Regions from separate parts of the Hordeum vulgare genome. Here region 2 is linked to region 1. A link is a contact called in public Hi-C data. All regions are on one chromosome and are shown on one strand. Each heading gives the region's core, a stretch centred on a gene start, on an enhancer-like site or on the middle of the called end of the contact. The rest is flanking DNA. Distances are from core to core; before and after follow the strand shown. Region 1 holds the start of LOC123407869. Region 2 has its middle 28 kb from the start of LOC123409647.

What was found. Hi-C and Micro-C count contacts between places; a contact is called where the count stands out from the background.
Region 2: a Hi-C map of leaf shows a contact between it and region 1, with 4 times the contacts expected there. The contact joins the enhancer-like site here to the promoter of LOC123407869 in region 1. A contact is called at or near these places in 2 of 6 Hi-C or Micro-C datasets (leaf and seedling).

The regions. Positions count from the first base shown.
Region 1 is chr7H:613,166,505-613,171,363 of MorexV3_pseudomolecules_assembly, reverse strand. It overlaps LOC123407869, which reads left to right and starts at 3,581. Exons shown (of 1, transcript XM_045101105.1): 1 at 3,581-4,302. The coding sequence starts at 3,842. The coding sequence ends at 4,150.
Region 2 is chr7H:613,198,885-613,204,140 of MorexV3_pseudomolecules_assembly, reverse strand. No RefSeq gene overlaps it. Among protein-coding and RNA genes, the nearest start is that of LOC123409647, 28 kb to the right of the region's middle. Within about 2 kb of position 2,375, at least 2 of the 3 cell types and tissues checked have open chromatin away from gene starts, as enhancers often do. A contact at or near this core is called in leaf, where this site is marked.

The DNA of each region.
Region 1 (4,859 bases), core at 2,332-4,831:
AAAATGTTGACATGAACTTACATTTATTTCTAGATCCTCCCCAATTGACCATGTTCTTCACTCCAAAATTCTTCACCCGGATAATAACTCAATTTTTTCAAACATTCCTGCTCAAGGCATTTTAAATCAAACTGACATGTCAATGAACAAGAACAAGCGGCATAAAAATGATTAAAACATGGAACAAGAGCACCTGAATGTAGATGTAGGTGGCCAAATCAGCAGATCCGCATGTTACAGTCAACACGAACGATAATAGTGCCCCCCCCTCCCCCTTATCTAGTTCATCACTTCCTCTCCTAGCCCTGGCTTAGATCCACCGAACACTGGAGTGCAGATGATAAGAAGAAGAGATGCGGAGTCATCGCAGGTCAAATCTATTAACTCAAAGGAGGAACGGGATTATGGGTAGGAAGAAAACAAGTCTCCAACGGAAGTAGAACGTTTAAGAAGGAAGAAAGGCTGATTGGGGAGCCGATTTGCGCCTTTAGTCTCCATTATTGACCGGCGGCGATTTTGAAATCGGAGTCGACACGAAAACTACAGTGCTGTTTTGGAATCTGTGATTTTAGGAAAGAAAGGGAGTCGAGGAGGACGAGAACGATCAGAAAACCCTCTTTCTGGGCCCAGCGTTATTTTTCTGGGCTTCCTACCAACTACAGAGGAAACAATACCTAGGCTGAGGCCTCTGCCTTCCTGGGCCCAGGGCGGGCGCCCCGTTTGCTCGGCCTATGGGCCGGCCCTGTGGCCGACGCAAGCAACCATCATGACAACACATTTGTTGAGTTGACTTGCTCCCGTTTTCTTCTTTTCCTTTTTTTTGTAAGAGGGGTCGTATTACATAATGATGTCACATTAGATGTGATGTGTTATCTCACATCTAGATGTAACATAGTCATATCTATTTTTATATACATCAGGGAACGAACTTGACATGGTCCTTTGCTGAGGCACCCAGAAAGCGTAAGTTAACTATAAAGTGCGTGATTATTCTTTAAAAAAATGCTAAAGCGCTTGATTAGATATGCACCAAGTAGGAATTGAAGAGATATCCTTTTTTAGTTGAGGTGTGCTTGATACCCGTATACTCATCTCGTATTATACACTATAGACCGCAATACGCCATACGTATGTAATTAAAGTGTTTTTAGGGAATTAAAGAAAGATGTAGCATGTGAGGTCGATGGATGGATGGATACAATAATTCCTCCCGCGTATGGTTTTGCCGTGGACCGCTCGTTGATTTATTTTGGTACAGTAGATTATCTGTCAAGTAGTAGGATGCTTTGTTGACGGCGTGACGAATGAATCGATCCTTATCCCAGCTGACGAAGCAGACACATAGATACTAGATGCTGTAGATGGTGGGCAACTGGGCATGGCACTAGTACTCCTGAGTATATTAGAAAATTGCTCCGGCTTTGCTGAGCCTGAGCATCGATCGAGTGACTGATTTAAATGGGCGTTGCACCATCAGCGGTGGTTGGACTGACCAGATGAGCTAAGATCATCGGCTGGAAAATGAATGGATAGCGCCACCACGCGAGCAGAAAACCTTCACGTGTTCATTCATGCCTGAAGCCATGCTAAAGGTAGCACTGTCCTACCGTGTACTAGCACTGTATGAGGATACGGGATGTGCATTGTGCGCATGTAACACGCACGAGATGTCTGGTGCTTGTTGTGTTGGTCGCGTTTGCAGGCTGCGTCGAGGACACGGAAACCAAACCAACGGCGCTTGCAGTTGCACGCGGAGGCATGCAGGATATTTTTCTGCTTCGGCGACGTGCACGTTTTGACTGAGCAGGGCGTTCACTCGAGCAGAGTGGCCGTCGCCGTCGCCGTCACGGGAATTAAAAGGCCTGGATCGTGTCCGTAGGAAACCTTTCACCCGGCAGACCAGGGAGGTTTGGCATCCGATTCGGCCGGCGTTCAGATCAACCGATTCCTTCTATTCTGTCCATACAATACATACAAAAAACACGGAGGAACTTTTACCCCTTGCTTTCGGCCATGAGCTTTCTATTAGTATCTTTTGTTTTGTATATGATGATGAGAACGTAAAAATAGAGGTACGGCGTACGATCCGCGTCAGTTTCAGATGTTGATCTTGAAAGGGAAGAAGAAAATAGTGTCGGATTGACGCTTGATTTGATCGCGTTAGAGCAACTTAAACGAGCCGACCCATTTCATCCGTGCGCGTTCATTTGGGTGGTGGCGGATAAAAAGGTCTGCCCAAAGCGCCGACCCAAACAGATGTGCGTTCGCTTTTGTCCGTCTGCCGACTCATTCTCGACCCATTGTTGAGCCTGATTTGCGCCGACGTGGACACGAAACAAACGCACGCGGTGCCCATCTATCCTCCCCCTGGCCCGTTAGTCGGTGACACATTGATCATCCTCTTTCATCCATATCGACAAGAAACCATTGCCCTTCTTCGCCGCATCGTCGTCGTCACCCATTTGCTGGTGCCGACACACCTACCCCAAACGTCGCCACCTCGCCGCCATCACCGTCGCACCGTCGGGACTTCTCCAGGCCAGCCACCTGGTCCAAGGGAGGCGCGCGTCTCTTCACCGGTCAGCTCCTTCGACGTCGCCCACAAGATGTTCGACAGTTTACCAAGTGCAAAATGGACTCCGTCAACGAGTTTTTTTTCCACATTTTTCTTTGCGACTCCGACGATTCCTCCTTCGATGATGATGAGGAGATCTTGGTTGTCATGTTGGTCCATCACCACCTTAATATACAACCGCCGTTGTTCCGTTGCTCGAACCCGGAACACCTTACGACGTTGAATCGTACGCACTGATGAATGGTTACCATCAACGACCAGAACTACGACAAAGGATACTACCTGGATGACGGTATCTATCCTCGATAGACCACTATTATGACTCGTGTGCACATTTTTTTTAGAGGATGGCCAACCGGCAAATGTTGATCGATTGCGTTAGACACACTGTCGACCCAAATCTTCAACTAAACCGACGCTGAACGGGTGACCGGCCTCAACGACAACGGTCCATCATGGTTAACATTTCCCAAAAGAAAAAGCCTGTAAAAATGACATAGCTAAGGGATATTTCTTTCTAGAGACTTTTGGGTGTATAGTCTCATGTGAAAGAAACATGAGGGGCTTTTAGGGACTAAAAGCAGGTATTTTGGACTAAATGAAGAAATCCCTATGGAAGGAACTTTTTAGGACTTTTTTGACACTTTTTGCAACAGTACCCCTACTTTTAGCATGTCATTTAATAACTTTTAGCATGACTATGTTACATCTAGGAGTAGTATATTATTAGGGGTAATATGGTCTTTTTACATGTCATTTAATAACCCCTAGTCCATATTTAGTCCTTAGAAAGAAACGGATAGGGACTAGAGACTTTTTTAGTTGAGACTAAAAAAATCCTAGAACTTTTTAAAGAAACAGGGCCTAAGTCTGAGCTTAGCTGCCAGCTAAGCGACCGTTATTAGTGGTGAGCATACGACAGCTTGCACGGCACGTGGACCGACCGTTGTCATCGTCCTCATCCACCTCCCTCCGTCCAAGTAGTATGAAGCAACCGCGCAATCCCGGAACCACCCTCGGGTCCGCACGCGTGCGCTACGACGGCTTCGTCTGCGCGTCTCTCGCCCTTCACGCCGTCGCCTGCCCTGTCAATCCCTATGCGTCCTCTTCCCTCATCCCTATTTAGTCACGCCTTCCCCGATCGACCTACCTTCTTCATCGAGCCATTGCCAATCCCCGCCTCCACCTCCTCACTCCTCACTCACACCACACGGCTCATCTCTTCTCCCCCACATCCAGCTCAACCACACTACCAAGGCAGACTCCATGGATGAGGTGGATTCTTCGCCGCCTTACTCGCCGCCGTCGCTGCGCCACAAGCTGCGGACCACCATGTGCGGCTGCTTCGGCTCGCCGTCGCCGCACACCGGCGCAGGCAGAACCAGGTGGAGACGGCGCGTGGTGCCCGCGGGGGAGTTCAGGTACGACCCGCTCAGCTACGCGCTCAACTTCGACGACAGCGGCAGCGACGATGGCGACGCCGACGCGGAGGACGCCGCCTTCCGGCACAGAAACTTCAGCTCGCGCCTGCCGCCCTCCCCGACGCCGGCCTCCCGAGCCGTCGCCACCGCCTGAAGTCCTGAATCGTACTAGTAGTAGCGACCGTCCTTGTTAACTTTACGTAGCTTCTGTCTCTCTCTGGTTTTTCTTCTTCTCTCAGCGAGACTGAATGGCTACATCTGTAAAAGCAGTTCAGTTATACGGCCTGGGATACGTACTGAGGAGTAGCAACTGCACCATGTACTTATATACATATAAGATAAGAATCAATCACTCCATTTTAATGTTCCATCGCTTCTGGATTCAAGGCAGCAGATACGTACGTGTACACGGAGATGAAGCGTTGGTGCTGGGGATTTTCTTTTGGGTGGGGAACTGTGGATGAACGAAGTTTACATTTGGCTTGGGTGGTGTGGGTGTGGAACCATCTCCCGTCGGCCGTCGCCATCCACCGTGTGCGCTGGTGGAGCTTTCGCCCTAAGAAAAATCCTCCTCTGTGCTTCCCTTTCTTTCACAAAAACAGGGGCGAACCGCAGTTGCATTCAAGCGACTAAGCGAGACAATACCACCGGCCTCGGCCTCCACTCCTCGTATTCATCCTAACTTGAGTTCGTCCAGATCTGAATAATCATGGAAACAACCCTCGGCCGACATGGCACATCGACATGTACCTCGTTGCAAGCACTGGGCCTGTTCATCGGCTCGCAAAGTCTCATTGGCGATGGTGGTGGCCTGGATCTGGGGTTGTTCGAGGCTTCCCTCTGTTTCCAGCGTGCGTCGCGAT
Region 2 (5,256 bases), core at 1,126-3,625, 34 kb before region 1:
TACCTCGTCATCGGCACAACTATGCCCGCCCCTCTGTCCGAGCTCCCCCAATTCTCCATCTGCGGCACCCCGCCCAAATTGAGCTCCCAGGTTGCGGCCACGCTAGAATCAATGTAGCCCTCGGATTTAATCCTCTGAACATATTCATCAGTCCACTCGAAATGTGTGCATTTCTTCAGGATCTGAAAACCACAAAATGAACCCTAAATCTCAAATTCGAGGAGAAAAAACAAAATATGGAGAAACCAGAGCAAACAACAGCGAAAGAACGGGCTTAGAACCGAGATCTAACCTTGCCATCCCTTCCTGCCATTGGTTTGCTCAAGCATTTCAGAAACTCCCGCCCAAGATTGCCATTCTCATCCGTCTTAGTGACCAACCGTTTGAGAGGCTCTGGGCGTGGGCAGTTAGGGCACCTTGTGAGCATCACTGGACCATACTGACGCCAGTTTGATTGCGTGGCGGAGGAGGTGGACATCTGCACTAGGTCGCCGGAGACCCGAGGAAGAATGGGGAAAGGGGAAAGCAATGGGCGGCGGCGCACGGACGGGCACGGGCGGAATCTCTTCTAGCCGCGACGAGGTAGGTCCCGCGCTTACTGGACAAGTGGTGGGTCCCGTGCTTACGTGGATACGTTGTGGGTCCAACCCATAACAGCTAATGAGGATATCAGTTCAGCTTAAGGACCATGTCGCACAGGAGCTATTTACTCGCTCAAAAGTGTCGCTCCCAAGCCATGCTGTCGAACAGCGTCTCATTTCATCCAATTTCCAGAAAAGACGTGCACAGGAGCTATTGGCCCGTTGTTTAGGAAGTGTTATGTTGAGCTTATAGATGCCTCTGCCTGGCTATTGATCCAACATGCACTGCGCAAGTTATGGCGTTAAACACGTAAGGGCCGAGTGTTTACAGTTACAGAATTTCAAATTCAGCTGGGATGAGCATCTCCAATGGAACACAAACGATGTTCTGCTTCTGCCTGTAATTCTCTCTACACTATGTAGCCCACCATTGTAGTCTGTCCAATTTTGCTTGTTTTTGAACTACTGAATCTGTTCAATCTGGACTGAAAGTCCTTCCGCATCGCCTAACTAATTCCTGCATTGTGTTGCACAGAGTCGATGGATCGGAGAGTCATTATCAGACGGACACCCTCGTCCTCAGAGGTCAAAAGGCGGTTGCGATTTCTGTCGCATGGACTTGGTGCGTGCTGATGTGGTTGCCTCGCCTACAAGAAGGCAGGTTTTAATATACATTTTGCTCACTTTGTGTAACATGTCTCGCCTTGCCTACTTGTCAGGGCTGCTCATGGCTCTGAAAAAACTATGTTACTGTTCCTTTGCTGCTCTATGTCGTCTGGATCCGGGGATTCAGTTGGTTTAACATGGACCCGCCGTGTGGGTGTGGCTGTTCCCCGCGGAAACGCTGGAACAAGAGTTTGTGATACAGTGTTTGTAAGATGGTACAGTTTTCAGAAGCTTGTTTTAGCCGGCCCTGTCCCTGTTTTGTGGCTGCAAATGGTATGCATGATTGTTATACCTGAGGCCGCGCTTGGATTGTCTATTGGGTCCTAAATACCGGTGTAATTGATACAGACCTATGGCCGTTAATATACACCTGTAGATTAAATTCCAATGTATAAGTTTACACCGATTTCAAACGGGTCCTGAATGTGCATGGTGTTGATCGTGGGGCACCAAGAAAACATAATAAGTTAAGTAATGCCATTAGAACAACCCAACGGGAGGATCCATTTCGTCCGCCCGTGTCCCTAGAGGTTGGCACGGACAAAAGCGGTGATCCAACACAGAGACTAATTTTTATTTTGTGTCCGCGCGGACCCATTTCTGATGCAAATTTGGGTTGTATTTGGATCGGCGGACACAAAAGCGAACGTTTTCTGTGCCTGCGTCGTCCGCATTGTTAGGCCTGATCCACTTGTCACATAAACACCCATCCACCTCTGCCTACTTATTTAATTCGTCGGTCTATCCTCATCCATCTTTTTTTATTATTTTACTGTTGGTCTATCCTCACCCACCTCTTTTTTTTATTTCATTGTTACAGTGTTGTTATCCATTTACTTCTCGTTGGATGCATGTGTTGATTCTTTTAAAAAAATGAATATGAACAGGTCGGCGAATGATCCAAACGGACAAAAAAACAGACAAAAACGTTGTCTGTTTAGATTGGGGCGTTGAAGTTGCCTTTACATATGCACCAAATTGGAGGAATTAAATAAAGATTTTTTAGTAGTACTTGCAAGAGCATCGATTGATTGATTGATTGATTAAATGGACGGCACAACAGTATCGCCGGACTGATCAGATGAGATGAGATCGAAATGAATGGATGGCGCCACCACGTACATACGCGAGCTGAAAAAAGACTTTCACGTGATCAAAGACTGAAGCTAGCGCTACCCTAGTCTGAAGTCTAGCACTACATGAGATGTGCATTTTGCGCGTGGAACACGCATGGGATGTCTTGTGTTGATCGCGTTGTAGGCTCCTTCGACGGCAGGGTAGTGAAACCAAACCAACGGCGCTTGCTGGGAGGCAGGATATTTTAGACTCGTTCGGTAATCCCTCAAAATTTGAGAGTTTATAGAGCACATGTGCAGCCGCTTCACGAATTTTAACCACAGCTTTGTCTGCTCAGGGACCAAAGTCGCAGAGTCGAGGGTCTCCGAACGGGTGTCGTATGAACGGCGTCTGCAAGGTGCACCTTTTTGCCGAGCAGAGTCGCCGTCGCCGTCACCGTCACGGGAATTAATAGACAGACATGTATCATGGCCTCGATCCTGTCCGTCCGTCAACGCGTGTCGTATGAACTTTTTTTTTGAACAGTGTATGGAGGAAACCTTTCACCCAGTTGGGAGGTTTAGCTTGTGAAAGTTCGGCCGGGGTTCTCATTTGTCGATTGGTTTTGCATTTCTATCCATACGGAAAAACACGGAGGCCCTTTTCTCCCTTCCCTTTCGACCTGCCGTGTGCTTTCTATCATCTTTCGTTTTGCATGACTATTAAACGCGCACGTACAACGTACGTTTCAAGTATTGTTTGAAAAAAATTCAGACGGTATAAAAAATAAAGTAATTATTAAAAAAATGTATACTAAATGTTGTGATGGCATTCATATTGTATTTTGAAAAAACGTGACACCATTGCTGTCATGTGTTGCATAGAGTGACACACCATGGATGACGGATCCCTATCTGGTATGTACTCCCTCCGTTCTTAAATATAAGTCTTTTTAGAGGTTTCACTAATGAACTACATACGGATGTATATAGACATACTTTAAAGTATAGATTCACTCATTTTGCTCCGCATGTAGACACCTAATGAGATATCTTAAAAGACTTATATTTAGGTACGGAGGGAGTATATGGTTAGCCATGCATGGTGACAGTGACATGGATTTTGTGCCATAAGCATAGCTAGCAATTATTTTATGATGGGTATGCAACTGATCCACCACCACATCCGCTGTAGAGGTTGTCTCGACTTGATGCCGTGTTTGGTCCAGCTGCGTTTGCGAGAACCAAAGTAATTTCTTAATTATACTGTATTTTATAGCAAAGCAGAGCAAGCACTTTGCAACTCATTTCTAAAAGAGGCTTTTTTTAAACGAAGCTAAAACATTTGCCTCATTCATTAAATACTCCGCATGATGGCCCACGGAAGTATGAAAGAAGAGTTTTATAGTGTTATAGGTCGTTCACATGCTCTGTATGACAATTACTCGCTTATTAAAATAAACCCTAATTTTTTGGCACCCCCGGTGACCCAAAGCTTGGCGTCGTCAATGATGGTCCACAGAAGTATGGGAGGTGGTGCGCTCTTGTTACGGAAGACTCTAGCGCCACGTTCGTTTCAGGTACTTCAGGAGACAAGCATGGTGAGTAAGGTCAAAGCACGACGATTGGGGTTGTGCAAGCCGGTCCTCTTGTCCCACCATTTCAGGACGGATCCATTCAAATGCCAGGAGGAGGTGTTCATGCGCGTGATAGAGAACTTGAGAATGACAAGTTCCACAGCCTGATGGTGTAACGACATTTGTAAAAGAGGCCTTTTTCAAGTTTAGACAAGTAGGCAGTGCCAACTGGCCAGACATCTTGTAGTTACAAACTGCAGCACACAAACTAGCATGGTTCAAGGATAAGCTTTTTAGTGTTGGCTCTTTTTATCAACGAAAAATCTGCTCTATGTGGTCAATGCTGAAGATAAGAGAATTATAGACGACATGGAAAATCATATGTGGCACATGGTCTGGAATTGGAATCAAGTGTCTAGGAATGCAAGAGGACTGCATGTTAATTTTACAGAAAGTCTAGAGGACGACCAATACAAAACCCAGAACTAAACAACTTGTAAAGAAATATATATGTCTCGTACCAGGAGCAAACAAACATAAATATACTCGCTCCAACCATAACCCTGCATCCATTTCCGATGGCAGACGACCTTGGTAAAAACTTGAACCTCGGAGCAGCACGACCAGAGCTCCTGCTCCATGGTAGGAACGATAACCCCATTTGTTTTTGGCCGAAAGAAGAGAAGCACTCGAGACGATGTTGGCCATTGTAGAACCAGCGACGAGGTGATCGCAGGTTCAGAGCTAACTTGTTGAAGCAAGCAAAGTAATGAGGCCTGGATTAGTTGTTGCTGCTGTCTTCGGTGATCACCTCCTGCACTGTTGTGCAAACATGTTCTCGCTTTCTCTTCAGCATTTTCCAAAAACGGATTAGTTGCTGCTGTCTTCGGTGATCACCTCCTGCACTGTTGTGCAAACATGTTCTCGCTTTCTCTTCAGCATTTTCCAAAAACGGATTAGTTGCTGCTGTCTTCGGTGATCACCTCCTGCACTGTTGTGCAAACATGTTCTCGCTTTCTCTTCAGCATTTTCCAAAAACGGATTAGTCATGTTCTCGCTTTCTCTTCGGCATTTTCCAAAAACGGATTAGTCGCTGCTGTCTTCGGTGATCACCTCCTGCACTGTTGTGCAAACATGTTCTCGCTTTCTCTTCAGCATTTTCCAAAAACGGATTAGTCGCTGCTGTCTTCGGTGATCACCTCCTGCACTGTTGTGCAAACATGTTCTCGCTTTCTCTTCATCATTTTCCAAAAACGGATTAGTCGCTGCTGTCTTCGGTGATCACCTCCTGCACTGTTGTGCAAACATGTTCTCGCTTTCTCTTCGGCATTTTCCAAAAACGGATTAGTTGCTGTTGTCTTCGGTGATCACCTCCTG